Linked DNA regions of Sus scrofa: regions 1 and 2 are each linked to region 3. The links are chromatin contacts, called in public Hi-C and promoter capture Hi-C maps. All regions are on one chromosome and are shown on one strand. Each heading gives the region's core, a stretch centred on a gene start, on an enhancer-like site or on the middle of the called end of the contact. The rest is flanking DNA. Distances are from core to core; before and after follow the strand shown. Region 1 has its middle 110 kb from the start of RFWD2. Region 2 has its middle 86 kb from the start of RFWD2. Region 3 holds the start of PAPPA2 (pappalysin-2).

What was found. Promoter capture Hi-C pulls out the DNA fragments that hold promoters and counts their contacts. A called contact is a pair of places that touch in the nucleus more often than the background predicts.
Region 1: a contact with region 3 is called in a Hi-C map of skeletal muscle, with 4 times the contacts expected there. The contact joins the enhancer-like site here to the promoter of PAPPA2 in region 3. A contact is called at or near these places in 9 of 47 Hi-C or Micro-C datasets (embryonic fibroblasts, epiblast stem cells, fetal skeletal muscle and 4 more) and 1 of 2 datasets of contacts at active chromatin or transcription factors (skeletal muscle).
Region 2: a contact with region 3 is called in a promoter capture Hi-C map of fetal skeletal muscle, with 2.2 times the contacts expected there. The contact joins the enhancer-like site here to the promoter of PAPPA2 in region 3. A contact is called at or near these places in 2 of 5 promoter capture datasets (fetal skeletal muscle and liver), 15 of 47 Hi-C or Micro-C datasets (alveolar macrophages, embryonic fibroblasts, epiblast stem cells and 8 more) and 1 of 2 datasets of contacts at active chromatin or transcription factors (skeletal muscle).

The regions. Positions count from the first base shown.
Region 1 is chr9:118,218,819-118,223,127 of Sscrofa11.1, forward strand. No RefSeq gene overlaps it. Among named protein-coding and RNA genes, the nearest start is that of RFWD2, 110 kb to the left of the region's middle. Within about 2 kb of position 2,098, at least 1 of the 83 cell types and tissues checked has an H3K27ac peak or open chromatin away from gene starts, as enhancers often do. A contact at or near this core is called in skeletal muscle, where this site is marked.
Region 2 is chr9:118,198,233-118,202,230 of Sscrofa11.1, forward strand. No RefSeq gene overlaps it. Among named protein-coding and RNA genes, the nearest start is that of RFWD2, 86 kb to the left of the region's middle. Within about 2 kb of position 2,194, at least 3 of the 83 cell types and tissues checked have an H3K27ac peak or open chromatin away from gene starts, as enhancers often do. A contact at or near this core is called in fetal skeletal muscle, where this site is marked.
Region 3 is chr9:118,360,594-118,364,659 of Sscrofa11.1, forward strand. It overlaps PAPPA2 (pappalysin-2), which reads left to right and starts at 2,070. Exons shown (of 23, transcript XM_003130330.6): 1 at 2,070-2,352; 2 at 3,999-4,066.

The sequences.
Region 1 (4,309 bases), core at 848-3,347, 140 kb before region 3:
TATAGCTTTTCTCTGTACCAGTTTACCTTGGTGAGAGATTGGAAACACTACTCTGAACTTAATGTCTTCAATTTTTAAATTTCACTTTCAAAATCCTAGGTATAAATTAGTGCTGTAGCTCATCAGATTATATTCTCTATTGTTAGACTCAAAGCCCATTTTTGATCTATTTCTAGGTTTTCTTCTCCCACCTCTTTGTACTGTCCATTGTCACCATTGCTAGTTCCCTTCTAATTCTCATACTCTGTGGGACCACATTTGGGTAATATATACTCTTTTATCACTCAGGAAACTTAACACTATCAGGGATAGAAATGAGAAGCTCTTTTACGGACATTATCCAACCATGATGTTCCTGGTCTCAGAGAGATCTGTAGCCCTTAATAATCTTACTTCCAACGACTTTTTTTTTTTTAAATTGTTGTTGTTCGGTCATAACAATACACCTATTTTTAAGAGGACTCATTGGCCTGACATTTTAGAGATTTTCTTTCCATCAAAGAGGAGCATTTATTTGCTAGTATGACACCTGCTTTCCTCCTTTTTTTATTGTGTCAACAAATGGATTCAATCGATTGATTGTTTTCTCAGCATTCTGCTCAACAACTAGCTTAATGGATTGAAAAAAAAAAAACCTAGCAAACGAAGTAATTCTAGTAACATAACTTCCTGGTTGTCTTAGAGTCACACTAGGCACAGCCCTAGACCTTGTGCTTGAGGTAATAGGGACATTGGGCCTGTAGCTAATCTTTTGTTGCCCTCGATATTCTTTGTTTACTTCAAGTATTTCATCTTCCCCAATAGATGTGGATTTCCTTTTCAGAGAAAAGTTTTCCTAGCTTCCTTCTCTTTCTCTAAGAACTGATGCCTACTCACAGGACTGAGACCCTGTGGCTATCATTCTACCAAACAGCTTTGTTTTCTCCATGGCCATAGCTGTTTGTACCAGTGGTAGACACTCTAGCCAGTCTGAGCCAATCGGAATCTTTTTCTTGGGAATTTGGAAATCTGATACTGGGATACTTATTAGTTGGTTATGCCAGAGTATGAGGGACAGGGCTGCAGAGCTGGGCCAATATATTCATTATTTATTGCTGCATAAACAAATCACCTAAAAGTTAATAGTTTTAAACAAGAAACATTATTGTCTCATAGTATCTATGGGTCAGAAATCTAGGAATGGCTTAATTATGTACTTCTACCTTATTATCTCTCACAAGGCTGTGATCCAAGTTTTACATACTTTAATTGATCAGGGCTGTGGTCTTACCTGAAGGGCTGGCTGAGGTAGGATCTATTTCCATTCTTACGCAGTTGTTGGTAGGATTCGGTTCCTCATGGGCTGTTGGATGGGAGGTCCCAGTTCCTTGCTGGTTGTTAGTCAGGATCTTCCCCTGAGTTCCTTGCTTTATGGGGCTCTCCATAGGGATGCTGGCTTCCGTCAGAGAACAAGAGAGTAACAGAGAAAGAAGGCATGAAATGGAAGCTCTTTGTAACCTAATCATGGAAGTGATACTTCATAACTTTGCCATATTCTATCCCTTAGGAGGAAGTGACTAGGTCCGTTCTACACTCAAGGGTAGGTGATTACACTAGAATGTAGCTCTCAGGAGGCAGATATTGCAGGTCATCTTAGAGACTGCCTACCACAATCTACCCCATGACCCCCAATGATTCTTGTTTTTCCTACCTGCAAAATACATTTACCCCCTACCCATAAGTATAGCATTGTATCATCAATTCAAAGTATAAAACCTCATTATCTAAATCAGCTCCAGGTTTGGATAAGGAACCTTAAGAATAGTTCCTTAGGTACAGCCCCTTGAGAATGATTCCTTTCAATCTGTAGACATGTAAGGCTAAAGAGATAAATGACCTTCCCTCAGTACACATAATACAGAGTTATGGGAAAGACATAGGTTAACTGGTCCATTCCTGTTCTAAAAGGCATGGGGGGATGGAAGCCACAAAGGTATCACTAGTTTATAGCAGTACTGAAATGTGAATAAGCAAGTGTTAGAAATTCCTTGGCTATGCCTCAAGGCCTAAGAATAATACTCCATGTCTCTTGGCACTACTCTCTGTATCTTAGATGTAACCTGTGAGTAATCCTTCTTTTTATATACAAGGTAACATGTCTCAACTGAGTAGTTTTCTCAGCCTGCTTCCTGCCTGTTAAATTTTGGGAGTAAAACTGCCTCTTTTCATTTTGTATTGCCTCTGTCCCTTTTAGTCTAAGATGGTAATATTTCTGTTGATATAATTCTCTCAGAAATACTATGGACTTCCTATGAATGTCATTAGAGTTAGAACTGCTGTTAGATAAAGTCCATACTCATTAAATGTCTTTGAGAAAAGCCTTTCTTCACATTAAGTCTCTGCTGAAATGAACGAGGGACAATGCATGGAAGCTTCTTAGAAGACTTTTTATTTGAGAGATTCTTTAATGCCTGCAAAGGGACTTTTGTATGACTGAATAACACTATTACACATTACTTACTTTTTTTTTTCCCTGAGGTTTAAGCAAAAAGTTTTACAGTTATGCCTGCAGTGCTCTTTATTTGCTCCTTGCCTCAAACCATTTTTTTTTTTAAATGGCTGAACCCACAGTGTATGGAAGTTTCTGTGCCAGGGATTGAATCCAAGCTGGAGCTTTGGCAATGCCAGATCCTTTATCCCACCATACCAGGCTGGGGAACAAACCTGCACCTCTGCAGTGACCCAGGCCACTGCAGTTGGATTCTTAACCCACTGCACCCCACTGAGTGGGAACTCCAGACCCATTTTTTAATTTTAGAAAAAATAAAAAATCATTAAAAAAAGAATTGTTTGCCATCTGAAGTGGCTATGAATTTAAAAAACCATGAATTTCTGGTCTCTTTTTATTTAACAGTTTTTCTGTCTCTTTCCTCTCACATTTGTAAGAAGAAACCAGGTGGCACCTTCAGCATCATATTTGGAAATCTACTTAACCAGATTATACAATTTATTAGGAACATTTTCTGCTTTCCACATAACTACAGATGACAGAGTTGCTAAGCTTTCTGCCCTCACATAATAAAGTTCCCCATTTTTCCAGTTTTCGATAACATGCCCCTAAATTTTTCTTTGAGCCCTCGCAGCGGCATCCCCTCTGTTCACATTTCTACTAAAATATGCTCAAGGCAATTTAGACTTTCTTTAAACACTCTCCTTAAAGCTCTTTGGGATTCTATCCACCTTCTGGTTCTAAAACCACTCCCATATTATTAGATATTTGTTACAGTAGCAAAATCTGTATTACTTATTTTGTGTAAACATTTCCCCCCAAATTTAATGGCTTTTAACAGTAAACATGTATTATCTTGTTTTGGGGTCGGGAACCTCCATGTGAGTTGTCTAGATGCCTCTGCCTTAAGATCTCTTGAGGTTTCCGTCAGAGTTTTGGCTGGGGCTGCAATCTAACCTGAAAGTTCACCTGAGGTAGAATCCATTTCCAGCCACTGTCACTCATGTTGTTGTTGAAAGGATTCAGTTCCTCATGAGCTGTTGGACAGAGGGTCTTATTTTTTTATTGGCTGTTACCTGGAGGCCTCCCTCAGTCCCTTCAATGTGGATCTCTTCCTGGATCAGATCATTAAAATAGTGGCTAGTGTCAATCAGCCTAAACAAAGAGTGAAAGTGTGCAGGATAGATCTCTTTAACCTAATCTCGGAAGTGACATGCAATTATTTTTGTTGTATTCTGTATTAGAAGTGAGTAACAGCGTCCAGTCCATATCAAGCGTGAGGGATTACACAAGGGTTAAATATGAAGATGTGAGAGCCCTGAGGGTCATTTTGGAGGCTTCCTTCCACAGGCAAACATCTTATGCTATACGCAGGGAAGGAGAAGAAACAAAACATGCAAGAAAGGTAGAGATAAAGACTACGTTCTGTCTTGATTCTAAAATCTTTCCAGTTCCTAGTTATAGCCCTCATGAGGACCAACTGTATTGCTTTTCTTGGCTTCCATGATATACTTCTATAATCTATGCAATAAATTCTCATTTTTTCCCCTTAATATAGGTTTTTTTTTTTTTTTTTTTTTTTTTTTTTTTTTTTTGGCTATGCCCACATCATGCAAAAGTTCCTGGGCAAGGGATCAAACCTGCACCACAGCGATGACAATGCCGGATCCCAACCGCTGCATCACCAGGGAACGCCACACTTAGGATAGCTTGAGTGACTTCTGTTACTAGGCACTGAGAAGCTCTGCCTAAGGCAGGGTTGTACTTCATCAGCGCAGGTCCACATTAGAGTTTCAAACCACACTTGCTGTGCTAATTAAA
Region 2 (3,998 bases), core at 944-3,443, 160 kb before region 3:
TAGATCCTCCCCCTGAAAAATATCCATGACGACAGGAGTTTAAGTATTTCCCAGAGTTATGATGGGTTTAAACTGTATAACTTATCCCGATGACCAGTCACAGAGATGGGAGGATTAGAAACTTCAGGCCCTAATTTTGGCTATTTGAATAAAGTAAAAGTCTGGTTTTATTTCAATATACTAGAAGATTTCCAGTGGTGTTCAGTGCCTTAGGTATAATTTCTTCTTATACCAAGGGGCTAAAATGGGCCTCTTTACAGAGACTCTTTTAGCTGAAGGACTTTTCTTCTTCATTGAAATGTTTTCAAAGCAAGTGTAGCTATTACTTACTTTTGAACACTGGGCACACAAAAACCTTCTGAAAATGAATGGCTGGCTAGGAACTCCTTAATTGAAAGAAGAGTATATAAATGATTTAGGGCTTCACAGCTGCCAGAAGAAAATGCAGAACCTCTCTGGAGGTACACTTCTTCAACCTAGGGTGCACAAGATTTCCATAGATAAAGCCACAATGAAGATAAATTCACACTTCAAAATGGTAAAACAGCAGAGAAACAATTCTTTCCGAATGACAGTGCATCAATGAAGCGCATCATCAAGTGGAGACCATCAAATATGTATGCTTAAGTTGACATAAAGCATGAGATTCTGAAAAAGAATAGGCATGTTTAAAAATAATTAAATAAAACTTAGAAATGGAACCATGTAGACATCGAAATTAGTGAATAGGGTAAAAATGCTGGATAAGGCTAAAAAGAAAATTAGTATACTAGAAGATAAATCTGAAGAAATTACCAGGAAAGCCCTGAAAAAAGAAAATGTTGGAAAGTATGAGTCATCAAGAGCTCTTGAAGATACAAGGAGACGAAACATAGATCTATTAGGGGTTTCAGTAAGAAAGAATAAAGAGACTGGCAAGAGAGGTAAAATTCAAAGATAGAGCAGCTAAGAATTTTTTCAGGATTAATTAAAAACAAAAATCCTCAGACTCAGAAGCACAACAAATTCTTGGCAAAATAAGTAAATAAATCCACATATAACTCATATTAATGAAACTACAGAATATCAAAGACAAAAAGAATGTAATAAAAGCGGCTTTAGAAAAAAGGACAAGTTAGCAGCAAAGGAATGACAGTTTAACTAGCTGGAGATTTCTCACCATGCAATGATAGAAGTCAAAAGGACAGTGGGAAAATATCCTCAAAATGCTAAGGGAAAGTAAATATTAACCTAAATTCTAAAGCAAATTGCACTTTAGGAATAAAATCTTCTCTCCTCCAAAAACAGCATTTTCAGACAAAATAAGACTAAAAGAACTTAGCACAAAAGAACTCTGTGGAAGGAACTACTGAAAGATGTAATCCCAGAGAAAGAAAATTGTACTAAAAAGTGAAAGAAGGAGTGGTGAGCAAATGAGTTCTCTGTTTCCTCTTACTACTGCTGGATGTCCAGTGCCTTCCATAGGGTTAGGGGCAGGAACTGAGCGTGGAGATAAGGTAAGGAGACAGGTTTCTGTTGCTGTACATTTATTTTTGTGTATGTGTAACACATTTTTCCATAGTTGCTGTACTACAAGTAGAGATGAGGTTCCCATGTTGGCCCTTCAAAGCCTATTGAACTCAAGTGCTACTTATACATAAAACTGAGAGAGGAATACCTGAGTCCAGGAAGAATTAAGTAAAGAGACAGAGATTCCTAAATTACCAAGTCTAAAACCTTGCTGTGATGGCAGTGACAGTCATGGGGGTAGGAGCAGTGAGTACCTGAATATCAGGTTCCTACAGGAAATCCTAGATTCTTCCTCTGAAGAAATAGCCATTTTTCCCCTGGACTCTAATTAGACCTTGCCTTTTCTTTAGTGGTTACTGACAGTAAAAAGGGAAGAACAAGAACTTGGGGAGAAACATCATCAAAGGGGGCACGATTGCCAACAAGCCTTTGGATTTCACATAAAGGGTCCTTTTAAGCAAATACTTCTTTAAGCCTAAAGGCCTAGCTGAGTTGCCTGAGACACGCTTTAGTGCCCAGTCATTTTTTCTGGAAATAAATTCACCAGCAGACTGATGATGAGATGATTATGCAGAGATGCCAACCCCAGAAACCCTCTGGATGGAAGGAATGCCTGAGCCCAGCAAGGGCTGGGCAGTGAAGGTCTGGAAAAGGGCAAGGAAACAACAGGTGTTCTTGCTTGGCGCCAAGGGTGTGCTGCAGACAGTCTCATAAAACATTCACAAGGTTGGCCAACGCTGGGTGGAGCCCAGAGTAAGCGCAGGTGCAGTATAAAGGGAAACCCCAGGGCAGCTAAAAATGGAGAGATTCTAGGAAAGAGAGCCAAGTAGGGAAGATTAAAGTAGTTATACTGTACCCACCCGCACACCCAGATAGAGATGAAACAGATGGGCTCAGGTTTCTACAGGGCAAAATATAAGTCTGAGAGCAGCAGGTTATTTGTGTGTGTATGTGTGTGTGTGAAAAAAACAATAAATTACAAAAAGGAACGCAAAACCAAGAGCTATTATGTTAGGGCAGTTTTTTGTTTGGTTTTCGTTTGTTTTTTGGCTGTGGCGTACAGCGGCTTGATGTTGGATCTTAGTTCTCAGACCAGGGATTAAACTCAGGCCTCAGAGGTGAAAGTGCAGAGTCCTAACCACTAGACCACCAGGGAAACTGCATTATGTTAGAGGAGTTTTAACAGAAGCTTTTAACCAAAATGGAGTTGCTTGACGGCAGAAAAATTAACTTTTGATCAGATTAGAGCTATTGTTTCTCATCGTGTCATCAAATGAAATGAGAGAGCAAGAAGTCATTAGAATATGCTTTTCCATAAAGGATTTCAATTTAATAAAGCCTAGCTTTTTAGAGAATAAAATAGGTAATCTAGAAAGGTGCTGACAAGCTTAATGAGGCTTTAATTGGGGAATAAGGATATCATAATTAAGGAAGCTGGCAGAATGAGAGCTGAAATGCTGGCTTGAAGGGTTAACTTGAAAAGTAATATATGCCACACGATAATCTTACTTACTAAGCTCTTTACTTTTTTATTTCTTTTTGACTCAGAAAATGTGGACAATGGACTGTTTTCCCCCTTGCTTTTCCACCTTCCTGTCATTGTCATCACCACTAGGACATGAAGATAGTTTTACTGTTCTCCCCTCTGAACCCTTCGTTCCAGCAGGAATGTCTGCATGAAAATCCAGGGAACTCCATCAGTTCAGTTTAGCAAATATTTATGAAATGTCTGCTATGTCAAGCTAGGTACCAGTGACTGCAGCTGTAAAGACAGGATGATAGAAAGGTGATTGAGTGAGGCAGGCAGATAAAGCATCAGGTCATTCCTACGAGCTGGATGATCAAGGTGGCTGACGGGGTCACCCTCTGCAGCGTGGGATTTATTATTAAAGGGGTCTAGTGCTTTGGATGGAGGTTTTCCACACCGGCTGCTTCCTCATATTTCTCATAGTGGTACCACCTGAGAAAATTAAAAAATGTGTTCCATAGTTTGTACCACCTAGATTCTGGGTTAGTTATCTGAGTGGGGCTCAGGCCCAGACCTGTTCAAAGGCTTCTCAGCTTAACAGTCATTGGTTTCACAATGGGCAGTTTGGTTTTGACCTCAACCACCCAAGCCCTCACTTTTCTCATCACTAGTTTGGGATAATGTTAGTGTTTGCCTGTGGTGAACAGTTGCTGGGCAGCTTGCTTTCCACTGGGAGTGGCCCTCCCCAAGGCAGATGGTGCCAGGGGGGGTCTTCCAGTCCCATTACCTGCCTATCTCTGGTGGAAAGGGATGACTGCAGGACTCAAGGCCCTTAGAGCTTTGGTCTGAGTGTTATGCACAGGACTCAGCAGGGCCATTCTTCCATGATGGAGAGAAGGAGAGGGAGCAGGCAGGGAGAGCAAGAGAGGAGGGAGGTGAACAAGAAGAAAGGTCTGTTCCTTTTGACCTCTAAGGAGGCTCCTGGAGGTTTGGGGCTCCAAGCAGTCATTCTCCCCAGGTA
Region 3 (4,066 bases), core at 820-3,319:
TGCATTTGGTTGTGTTCTGGGAGGCTTTTATTACTACACTCCCTGGCTGGCTCCCAGCTGAGCTTTTCCCTCAAGGGATCAGATTTTGGAATCAGAAAATCAGAAGGGATCAGTGACCACATTAAGGGGTCTCTGTCCCTCCCTCTCCCTCTCCCCACTGTGCACCCAGGCAGGTGGACGCCAGCATGGACTGGCTCCTCCCTTTGCTTGCAAAGACTCTTAATAATCATGATGACAATGCTGATGGAAACTGACCAGCTCCACTATGGCAGCAAATACAAGCAAAACAGCCCTGACGTCCTGGGCGTAAGGAAACATAGTATAATTTGGGTTGAAATGAAGTGCAGATTGTCACAAAGAGCTCAGTCTTTAGATAAGAGAACCCAGGACTCTCTGAGTGTAGAAGAAAAGAAAGGAGCTATTAAGGGTGGGGTTTTTTTTGGCAGGGGGGAAAGGTAAGTGGGTCTGAATTTTACTGGTGAATTCTCCAGGGGAAGATAATGCTGGGAACAAAAAGGTGAATGACAGAAGGTGGAGGTGGGGATTGAAGGAAGAGATAGAGGCAGGGAAAGAGGAAGGCATAGGGGTTTACTTAAAGAAACAAAGTTGAACCCTGGCAATCTCACTTTTTAACGTGACCGATCACTAAGAGTGAATCCCTTCACTATGTGTCCTTTGTGTTCTGTGCATAAAACTGAACCACTGCCCCATTTTATAGTGTCTCCCTTCACCTGCCTCCCTGGTTCCTTTATGCTTAACCATTAGGGATCTAACTGCCTTCCTGGTCTCCATATTTTATGTTCCTCACCACCTCTTTCTCTTTTTATCTTCCTCTCTGTCTCAGTCTTCCCTCCTCTCTTCCCTGCTTTTCTTTTTGAGTCCTTCCTCCTCCCAGACTCTTGTCTTTCCCTTCGTCCCCCTCCCCTCCCCCTTCCATTTCTCCCTTTCCTCTTCCATCCTTCCCTTCCCCCTCCCTCCCTTCCTCTTTTCCTTCTTTCCTCCCTCCTCCCTCTTCCCTTTCTCCTCTCCTCCCCTCGCCCCCTTCTGCCCTTTTCCCCTTCACTCCTCTCTCCACGGCCCCATCTCCCCATACCCTCTCCCTCTCCCCTCTCTTCCCTCCTTCCTCTTTCCCTCCCTCTCCCTCTCCGTCCTTGTTTATCTGTAAGCTCCAATTTCTTGCCTTATAGATTTACCTGCAGAACAAGACACCGCTCCTCTTGCAAAAACTGTTTAAGCAATCCATATCCTCTCCCTTCATTCCTTGTGCATTTCAGAAATGATATTCCTCCCCCAACTACCCCCGTCAAAATAAAATAAATTCAGCCAGCTCCTGCTGTGTGTCCTTAAATCCATTCCCTCTAGCTTCGCTGGTTTGAAAGCCTGTACCCTAGAAGGGGCCTCCTGCATTTGCTGGCAACCCTGCTCGAGTCTGATCGCCACAGATAGTGCTTTGGAGTGAAAAAAGGGGGGAAAACCCTCTCGTTGGAGATTTCAAAACAGATTCTACCAGCTTTCAAATCTGTGCACTTGTGGAGTGGCAAGGCTTGGGGAAGAGGCATAGGGGACTTGGGGTGCGGGTGTTTGTCATAAACAAATAAGCCACAGAATTTATACATATATATAAATGTGCGTTTCCTCTGGCGTGTTTGGTGTCTCTCTCCCTGGCATCCAGGGTGGGTGCTGTGCGAGTCTGACTTCTCTCACCCTTTGGCCGGGGTCTGGTGTGTGAACGTGTGTGATGGAATTGAGGAGGGGGTCGCTGTGTTTTTGATCTGATTCACTTGACAGATTATTTGAATCCAGCCCACCTTTCCGCACATGTCAAACAGATGGGATCCTTGTTAAAGCCGCGGTGGGTAAGGCAGGGAGGGGAGGAGAGGAGGGGGACCGAGGGGAGAGGGGCCCCTTCCAGTAGCTTTGTATTTTCACAGGTTGGGACTGACAAGAGCCCTGCTCCTCTGTGGGGGGTGTTTTGGGGGCACGGGGCTGATGAGGGGTGGGATGGAAAGGAGAGAGAGAGGTGGGGTGTTGGTGGGCAGGGTTATGATGTCACAGCAAAAGTTACAACAGGAGGAAAACACAGAAATGGTTCAACATTTTTTTTTTTAAACTTTGGACTGCCAAGAGCTGAAGGAGAGTGGTGAGCAAAGGAATGAAGGGGAGAGAGAGAGAAACTAAACTGGAAGCTTGAGTTTTGTGTAGCTTCTTGAAACCTTATGAATGGATTACTAGCAGCTGAGAGCCAGGAGAGACCTATAGGGGATGCAAGATCATTCACACACTAAAAGGGGGAGAAAAGCACGGCGGGATTCTTCCTCCTTGCTGTGTTAGCCCTCCTTCCTGAAATGAATGGTATGAAACCTTTTGCTGGGGGTCGTGGGGGTGGCATGAGGGAGGGGGAAGCGTCCTCCTCCTTGTCTTACCTGGCTGTCTTCCCTCCTTTCTTTCTTGGTTTCTCTCTGTCTCTGTCTCTCTCTCCTCTGCTTGTCTCTCTTTCTTTACAGTCACCCCCTACCCCCTTTCAAAGCCCCTATCTCTACGGAGCTGCTTGGGGGTGGGGGTGGGGGTGGGGGGTAAAGGACTGAGTCAGAAAAGTGAAGGGAGGCAGGGGGATGATGAGAGGAAAAAGGACAGTCTAAGACTTAGAGATTTCTGTTTAGTAATAGCCACGTGCCTGAATTGATATCTTCTTGGGGACTTGCCTTGAGGCTTCAGTGGATGCTGCAGAGGGAAACAGGGCATGCCAGGGATGGGGGTGTTAAGGTTGCAGCATTCTTAAAGCAGAGAAGTCAGTTACTATCTAGGGTAGAGGAGTTCAGAAGACGATGAGACCCAAGGCAAAAGAGGCAGTGTGATCTTACTCCAAAGTATGTGGGCTGCATGTTTTATACGTGGGCAGCACAAGCAGTGATTTTAGAACTGTAAGTGATTTTTCTTGTGATTGAATGAAGGACCCTCTATATTTCTGTACCTGTTTTGTACTCACCTGTCGTCAAACATCCTTACCTGTGTTGAGAATTCAAAAACATGCTCTGTGTGTGTGTGTGTGTGTGTGTGTGTGTGTGTGTACATGCTCATGTGTTTAGGGGGTGGGACTCTTTGAGATAGCTTACATCTAAGCAAACATTATTATAGAGGTTAAAAATCACATTATTTACTTCCCCACTCTATCCATTCATTTCCAAGCAATTAAAAATAGTTGTTTGGGTCTAGCTGTTTATTTTTGTAATTTACTTATTTTGAGCATCTCCTTTGTTTATTTGCTCACTCAGCATATGGTGACTTTTAGTAACTTGAGAGTGAGAAACTTCAGCGAGAATAAGAAGACCTACACAGTACAAATCCATGGCATTTCCACTGAATGCTTCTTACAGCAGGATAATTGATTTCTCCTTTTTCCCAATGTCTAATATACAGTGAATTGGGGGTATTGTTCTTTAAATCCCAAACTGATTGAAATTAAAAAAAAAATAGAGGAGATGTGTGGCAAAACAAAAGAAAGAGATATAAGCGGACCCTACAAGAGTGGTGTGGATTTATTAGGCAATAGGCAGGTCTGTTCACAACACAGTGTGAGCCTGTGTGTGTGTGTGTGTGTGTGTGTGTGTGTGTATGTGTGTAGGAGAGAGAGAGAAAGAAAGAGAGGGAATACACACAGAAAAGAGTGCTCCAAAACAGTATTGATTGTTGGCTATTGATTGTGTAGGCTGCGGCTGCTGAAAGAGAAAGCGGGAGATGTTTACTGGGGAAACCAAGAGTAGCGTCTGTCCCCTGTGCCTCAGTGAGGTGGGGAGGTTTTCAGGAGGAAGGAGGGGACAGGGAGTAGGTGGAGAGATGCACCGAACTTATTAGCTTTGACATCATTGTCTTTAAATGAAACAAACAAGAAGATAATTACAGGCAGAGAGAAAGGGAACGAAGGGGAGCAGGAAGGACCGGAGAGAACAGGTCCCCCGAAGGATATGCTCTTCTTCTCGCTCTTTTTTCCGTCTTCCCAGGGACCCACAAGACTCCCAGAAGGTGAAGTCAAGGGCTCTCAGACTCATAAGGTTATTAGGACACCAGA